Linked DNA regions of Mus musculus: region 2 is linked to region 1. The links are chromatin contacts, called in public HiChIP or PLAC-seq maps. All regions are on one chromosome and are shown on one strand. The core of a region is the stretch at or near the end of the contact, and the rest is flanking DNA. Distances in the headings are between cores, read along the strand shown. Region 1 overlaps Babam2 (BRISC and BRCA1 A complex member 2). Region 2 has its middle 11 kb from the start of Gm36732.

What was found. HiChIP or PLAC-seq counts read pairs in DNA pulled down with a chosen protein or histone mark.
Region 2: a contact with region 1 is called in a BATF HiChIP or PLAC-seq map of CD8 T cells, with 7 read pairs. The contact joins two enhancer-like sites. A contact is called at or near these places in 2 of 39 promoter capture datasets (both in liver), 1 of 15 datasets of contacts at CTCF or cohesin (the NIH/3T3 cell line), 5 of 484 Hi-C or Micro-C datasets (CD8 T cells, the N1E-115 cell line, bone marrow-derived macrophages and 2 more) and 9 of 115 datasets of contacts at active chromatin or transcription factors (CD8 T cells, T-cell acute lymphoblastic leukemia, acute myeloid leukemia and 6 more).

What each region holds. Positions count from the first base shown.
Region 1 is chr5:31,809,720-31,813,556 of GRCm38.p6, forward strand. The region is part of intron 4 of Babam2 (BRISC and BRCA1 A complex member 2); the gene reads left to right. Among named protein-coding and RNA genes, the nearest start is that of Babam2, 110 kb to the left of the region's middle. Within about 2 kb of position 1,637, at least 57 of the 459 cell types and tissues checked have an H3K27ac peak or open chromatin away from gene starts, as enhancers often do. A contact at or near this core is called in CD8 T cells, the N1E-115 cell line and uterus, where this site is marked.
Region 2 is chr5:32,194,208-32,198,044 of GRCm38.p6, forward strand. No RefSeq gene overlaps it. Among named protein-coding and RNA genes, the nearest start is that of Gm36732, 11 kb to the left of the region's middle. Within about 2 kb of position 1,819, at least 118 of the 459 cell types and tissues checked have an H3K27ac peak or open chromatin away from gene starts, as enhancers often do. A contact at or near this core is called in CD8 T cells, the N1E-115 cell line and uterus, where this site is marked.

The DNA of each region.
Region 1 (3,837 bases), core at 387-2,886:
AGAAGATATTCCATATCCAGGCAAAAGAGGGGAACAGGTAATAAAGAGCTGTGGGAGAGGCAGAAACTACCAAGAGTAGAATTAATTGGCTCTCCCTTCCCTAAGACAGGACCTCAAATGTAGGCCATTGCTGGCCTTGAACTTGCTACATAGTTAGGGTTGACCTTTAACTGAGTTCCTGCTTCTCCCTCCCATATATTGGGATTGTAAGTATATGCCACTCTGTCTGGCTCTACATTATTGAAATATATCATACCCACTTCCCACCCTGCTCTAGGTTAGGTAGCCCTGGATTCCAGGAGTTAATACTTGCTAGAAATCTTTGATTGTGAGACACGTTTTCTATAAACAAATTCTCTTCCTGAGAAACATGTGGGACAAGTAGTCGAAAAGTCCAGAAGGGAGACTAGCCATCCTGACATCAGAGGGGCTCATAGGAGGGTTTAAGGAATCATTGTAAAACAATAAGTCAGATTGTTATAAAGATGGTTAAATTTTCTTCCTTGCTATGAAATGCCTGACTATGGTTCAGAATACAGAATAAGTTCTGTATACCCAAAGGGTAAGTATCATCTGGGCTTATTAAATCCATGTTTCAATGATAGGACCCATGAGCTTGCCTTTCAAAGATACATCCACATTGTTCTGAAGACACCCAAGGCTGTCATACTTGCTTCAGGAGATCAGGATCGTCTGGTTAGTGAAGACTATGAAGTGACAACCTTCTTTGAGAGATTGTCCCTTTACCTGACACCTCAGTGCCTGTGGTGCATGCTAAGTAGGTGCTCTGCCACTGAGCTATATCCATAATCCCTGTTTTGTTTTGTTGCTTGGTTGTTTCGTTTTGAGACAGGGTCTTGGTGAGTAGCAGAGGCTAGCCCTCATCACCAAATTCTTCTGCCTCCACTTTTCTTGCCATGATTACTAGCTTGGGCAACCTGGAAGAGTTGGTTTTTTTGTTTTTTGTTTTGTTTGTTTGTTTTTTTAAAAGAAATGGTGGTTGTGAGAAAAGAGATCCCATTTTGTTTGTTTGTTAGTGGGTTACTAGCATTAGATATTGGTACCTTGGAATGGGAAAACCTGGCTAAGGTTTCTGAAGCAGTTCATTGGCCTGGGGAACTGTGTAATTATTCATGACAGCTCTGGAACAAATGCCTTTCTTTGGTTGATTGTGAGGTTCACCACAGTGTTGAAAGAACTGGTAAGGTTTGGGTTTGGGGATTGGAGAGGGATGACAAGTTTGAAGAAGCGAAAGTTCATTAAACAGTGTTCACTATGTACTGCTACGTTGATATATGGTTTGAGTGCAGTCAGTGTGGCTGCTCTGTGGGGCCCATTTTAGGTCTCCAGAGAGAGAGAGATTGTTTGCAGAAGATATAAAGGTTTTCTGCTCCAAGGCACACATTCCCAGCTTGGCATATAGCCAGCACTCATGTGACACCACCACCAGACAGCTCGAACGTGCTGCATGTGCTCTAGTTAAGTGGAGCAGAGGTAAAAATATCTGCTGGGTAAGGGACCATGAAGTCAATGAACACCGCACCAAGCTCCGTTCTCAAGAAAGGCCAGATGCAGATTGTTCTCTATGGCCCCAAGTTACATGCCAACGATCAAAGGGTCCTTATCTGGTCTCAGCCAGTTCATTCCTTACAGCCTTAGCGGCTCTGCTCGTTTCTCTGGAAGGCTGCCTTATTACTCACTGAGACAAATGGCGTCTTCATCTTTGAAAAGCTCTAGGACGGGGAGCATCTTAGATACCTACTGCAGATGTGTTTTAAGTTCATTAAATGACTCATACTTTATAAAAGTATGGCCGTCTGTTTCTACTTTTACTTTTTCTTTTTTGTTTATTGTAGGGTTAGTGAAAATACATTCATTCTTTTTGTAGGTTTTCTCCCACATGATTGTAAAAAGATTCAGTACCTTAAAGTGACTCTGTACTTAAAGGTTTTTCAGTAGTTATGTGGCTTTGTGGCTTGCTAAGAGTTCCTGTACCTCCTCCTTCACTCCTAGAGAAGGTGACATAGCAGGATCAGTTTTGGTCTCTATCTCCCCACCTCCACCCACACCCTGGACCTGTTCTACTCTCTTTCCTCCTCTTCCTTCTTTTATTTTGGTCCTTTTTTTTTTTTTTTTTTGTAATAGAAACTTGCTTCAAATTGTCTTCAAAAAGTAAAGAGAGTCCATTGGCCTATAGAACTCTGCAAGTGCACAGTTGGACTGATGTTGGTCTTGTGGCTGAAATAACGTCACTAAAGACCCTAGTCTCCTTCTCTCCCATGCCTGCTTGCTTCACATTGTGTTGGTCTTTATTTCCACAACCACATACTACTCTTCCGATGCCCTGCTTCTGTGAACACAGCCTACTCCCCCACCATGGGAAGAAGGCAGGCCTTCAGTTCCCAGCAGGTCAGCTCATGTTGCCATTTATCGCTTTAGTTTGCCAGAGACTGGCTGCATAGGAAATTCTTGGGCTAAGGAGTCTCCACTTATAGAGGTTTATCTGATAGTTCCTACTCCAGACCCATGGCCGAGAATGGCGAGGGGTGATTTCTTAAGGAAATTTGGGTGAGTGTTCACTGATGTTGAATATCAAACCGTGGATTAAAATGTACTATAGGAGTGTGTCATAGTAATTATGTGGATCAAGGTCTAAGGGCTAGAATTTTTTAAATTAATTAATTTTATGTGTGCCTGTCTGTTCTTGAGTGTATGTATGTGTATCACATGCATGCATGAGAAAGGGCTAAAGTTTTAAGGAACAAGAAGACGCTGAAAGCTCTTACAGCCTGTGCAGTACTTGTGTCTTCTGCTTTAGTTAATTACTGCTTTGTATTGCTTTCTCATTCTGGACGCAGTACCTAAATGTTTCTGTTATATGTATTTTACAAAGGGCCCATATTTCTTACTTTTAGGTAGTTTTCCCTGTTCATATGCACACAGATTGAGTGACTAGGTCACTGTTGGCTTGGAAAGTCTCTGCCTGGGATTTGGAGTAAGAGAAGGACCTGCAAATTCTTTAAGTCTGGACTGAAGTCCGAGGTGCTCTGCTAAGCTGAAAGCAACTAGAATAAATCATTATAGCACAGGGGCCTGGCCTAACCAGGGAAGTCATTGAGGACAGAGGACAGAAGCCAGGTGTCACAGCTTGCAGATGTTTCTTAAGTTTCAAGTAACAGCCTGGTTGAGGCTGTCACTTTCTGCCTTGTTCTGTGCTAGCCATTGCTCTAAGTTTCTATGAAAGAGACAGAAAGACAGGACACTATCAGGAGCATCATCTGAGACCAGGAGAATTACTGTCTGGCCATGAGAAAGGTTAGGGACTCTCTCACTTATAAAACACTCATTGCCCCACAGGGTCACTAAGCTTGAAATTTCATTGTAATCTAAAGAATTTGTCCCAAACTGGAACTTGGCAATTAAAATTGCAGAATTTTTAGCTTCCTAGGTTTGAGAGAATTCTGAAGACATTTTATAATGAAAAGTGAAATACAAAGTGTTTGCTTTAACTGAACGATTGCAGTTAATTTCTTATAAAGACACACAGAAGCACACATTAATTTAAAACAAGCCCACACTGTTGTTTCTTGTAGTACAGCCAGGAAAAACAGTAACAAGCTGTCTCCTTCAAAATCACATCCCTGGATGATATTCGAGCAACCTGGAAGATTCAGTGCGTCCCCAGGAAAAGCATTTGGAGTGAGGCTGCAGTAACATTTCTAGCTTGCTTTCTGCCCTTGCAGGGTTGCCACCAGGTCTGAGCAGCATGGACTGGGCAGTGTGTGACGTCAGTGCCAGGTGCAAGGCAGCAGCACTTGTCTCAGAGCGTCCGCCAGT
Region 2 (3,837 bases), core at 569-3,068, 380 kb after region 1:
CCCAGGCCCCAGCCCCTCCCCTCTGCACCCAAGATGGTTTTCTGGGAGACACTGCAACCCTCCCCAAACAGAAGCTCTCCTTTTAAAATCCCCTGTGTTCCCAGCCCTGCACACAGTAGGTGCTGATTGTTTGCTGACCAGAGGACTGGAACACTGAACGCACACACCTCTCCAACAGGCAGAGACAATTCAAATGTTGTTGATTTTTGCAACTGTCTTTCCTTCTGTTGAAACTTCCTGTTTCTGAGGAACGGAGATTTTTTTTTTTTTCACAGATCCCAGAGGGCGTCCAGTAAACCAAGAAGCTATTACTATTACCAAATTGTTCTGGTTTTGATGAGCTCAATGGGTGTGAATCAGAAGTGGGCAGACTACTGAGTTTCCCTTGAAATAGACCCCAATTAATCGTAGCAGGAGGAGCACAAATATGTTTGGGACTTTAGTGACTGGAAGAAGTGGGCAGTGATGGTCAAGGCCAGGTGGGGTGGCTTCACACTTCTGGAAGAACAGGGTCTGGGGACACCCCTGAAGAAGCCACCGTAACACCCGGGGCCTGTTTGAAGAAAAAAATCTCAAGGCTGAAAGTCCCTCCTGGAGTCTATGGCCTCCTGTGGTCTGGTTACTAGAAGAGGAGCCCAGTGATCTCCCCAGAGACGTGGAGGACTGGGACAAAGTGTGGCAGTCTCTTCACAGAAGCAGACGTCTCCCATTTGGGAAAAGGGACCTCTGGAATCAGATGGCATGCCTGAGAACCGAGGCTCGCCACGAATGAGTGACTTGGGCTTGCCTATTATTAAGGATGTCCCATGATACTAGCAATGACCACTCAGGAGCTGTGTCCAGACATCAAGCAGGGCATCCTCAGGTGTGACAGGAGGGTTTTCAGGTGGCCACAAACTGCAGTCACTCTGACTCTACTGCTGTTGACTGTGGGGTCTGCCAAGCTCTGCCCTCCATTAAGGTTCACCTTTTCCATTTATCGGGGCAGACACTGAGCTATCTCTGAGGAAGGATGAAGCTGGTGTGGCTAAGTCTATGAACCATCACCTACAGCAAGGACCAGTCTGCCAAGGTCATACTAGCCAGACCCAAATGCGAAGGATGTAGCCACACCTCCAGGGTCCCCTACTTTAGAATCTTGTGGACATTCCCTCTCCAAGAACATTTCTGTTTTCCTTGTGCATGTAAAAACATTTGTTTGTTTGTTTTCTCCTCAGCCCATGTGAGTGTGTGTGTGTGTGTGTGTGTGTGTGTATGCTCACTCATATACCACAGAGCACATGTGGAACTCAAGGATAACTTTTCTCTTTCCTAGGGATCAAACTCAGGTCAGCAGGCTTGGCAGCAGGTACCATTACAGGTCAGGCCATGTCACTAGCCTACAAGCATAAATCTAGCCATTGTTATTGTGTCTCAGGTGCCTGTCAGTTCCCTATGCCTCCTGAGCCCTTCTTCCAACCTTCCACTACATACTCTTCCTCCCCGACCCCCTCTCCTCCCCTCCTCTTCCCTTTCCTCCTCTTCTTCCTCCCCTCCAGCACCTTAAGAGCCCTTCCCCTACCTTCCTTCCCATGGGAGTCTTTCTTGGCCACTATCTCCTCCAATGGTGCCCCTCTGTTGTCTCTGTGTCTGCCATGCATTGAAATGCCTGTCCCAGGACCCTCTGCTCCTGCACACACCCACACATAGCAGTGGCCTCGCCTCTCCCCTTTGGGCCGTGAGCTCCCAGCCCTGGCAGTGATCTCTGTCTTCTGAAGCCTAGTCCTGGGCCTGAAGCATAATAACAACTCAATAAACGAGTGTCGAAACAATTAATGGCTTACTAAATAAATGACTGCGGCAGACACAAAGCCCATTCCTATAAATGAGTCACCGTGAGCCCCAGCCACTGGGCCCCGCCCTCACCCACTGACCCCAGCAAAACCCTCCCGTGATGATGTCATCATGACCCTTAGTTCTCAGAATCCTCCAGCCTCCTTCCTTCTCCTTCGTGCCTATCTACTTGCCATCCCCTCCCCCTCCTTCCCTTTCTCCTTCCTCCAGGGCACCATGTCTAAATAAGGCAAAACTCCTCCAGTGCTGGGGAGCTCTGGGGTTTTCATGCAGTCACCCAGGATATCGTGGGATGGGGTCAGGCCATGCTCTGCTGAGAAGCAGGACAAAGTTCCCCTGTAACATTGGCGGAGGGACAAGGAGACTTTGCTGCCCACCAGAGGGTGCCCTCAAGTTAACTGAGCAGGACACAGAGAGGATCTAACTCAGAAGGAGGCTTACAGACAAGGCAGGGGCTTGGAAGAGTGGATTGTGGGCTTGCTGGTAAGGGATTTGGCATTAAGACACCTGCACCTCGAAAGCATCCCTGGTTCTAGGATAGGCACACACACACACACACACACACACACACACACACACACACACACACCAGAAAATGGATTAGCACCACTTGTAGCAGCGCACAGCACACGCCTGTAATGATCCAGCTTGTGTTGACTAGACGGCTCAGCCTATGATGGCACTTACCACTAAGCTGGACCACCTGAATCTGAGCAAGAGACCCACATGGTAGAAGGAGAGATCCAGTTCCCACAAGTTGCCCCTCTGACCTTCATCTGTAGGTGTACCCCTATACAGAATGTAGAGAACATACACCTGTTTGCCCAGCATACACAGAGACAAATAGATACATGCAATTAAAAAAAAAAAAAAAAAAACCAAGTGTTTGGGAGCCTGAGGCAGGAGAATTGCTATGAGCTACATAGTGAATTGTTTTGGGTTTTTTTTAAAGCAGCTTATAAAGCTGGAAAAATATTAAAATATTAAAAATTCTGAATAAACCAAGAAAGATAGATCTATCCATAGATGTTTCTTGGCAGGTTCTTGAGGGGACCTCTAGCAGTGTGACCATCCCCACCTTCTCCATTCCTTTCCCAGTCTGTGTCCTCAAGCAGCAACAGTGAGTCCTGGAGAGTGGCAGTTGGGACATCATCTCCCTCCCCATCCCCCAGGTCTGCCACCAACCCTGGCACATAGTTGATGCCTCGTAGGCAGCACTGTGTAGTCGATTCTCCAAACTGGGACACCGCAAGAGGTGGGATGTTAGTAATCATTGGGTCAGGACAACAGTTGTCGTCTGGAACCATATTGGACAAACAAGTGACAGTCTGTTCTCTACCATATGCATAGATGTCTGTCTGTCTGAATGAGGTTCTGTCTGACACTCTGACTTCTATTATACAATGACTTGCTTCTTTGCCAAAACAGTCATCTGCGTTAAGTGATGCCCCCTTGTGTCTTGATGCTCATCTCTGCCTACTGCAGAGAGAGGCATCTCTCTACACAGAGAAAATTGGTAAGGCTAAAAACATCTCCAACCACGTGCCATGGTGGGAACTGCTGTATGTTTCATCAAAGTCAGAGTGTTCTAAGCCTACTGTGAAGCCCACAGTAGGGCCTGACAGGAGGCTGGCCAGGCTGGGTAGACTGGGACTAGTTAGTGTCTCTCTTCCCTCCTGGACTCTCATGTTTAGTTGGGCTCTCTCTGTTGGGCAGATGGAAGAGATGGACCCAGCTGGGTTGTAGTAGGCCTGAACAGAGCTGGAGCTCTAAGGAAGCTGTCTGGGCACTTCCTCAGCTAGTCTCCACCTATCCTACCATGGGACCAGTGCCTTGCCAGAGACAAGCCAGACAAACACAGCTCACTGCTGCCCTCTGGTGTCTGATTCTTCCGGCCCCGTTGCTCCTCTAGGGACAGCCACATGATGCTGTCTCTGAGCAGGGCCCATGAGCAGTCACCCAATGTGAGCATGAGAACGATAGTCTGTCAGTACTGATTCTGAG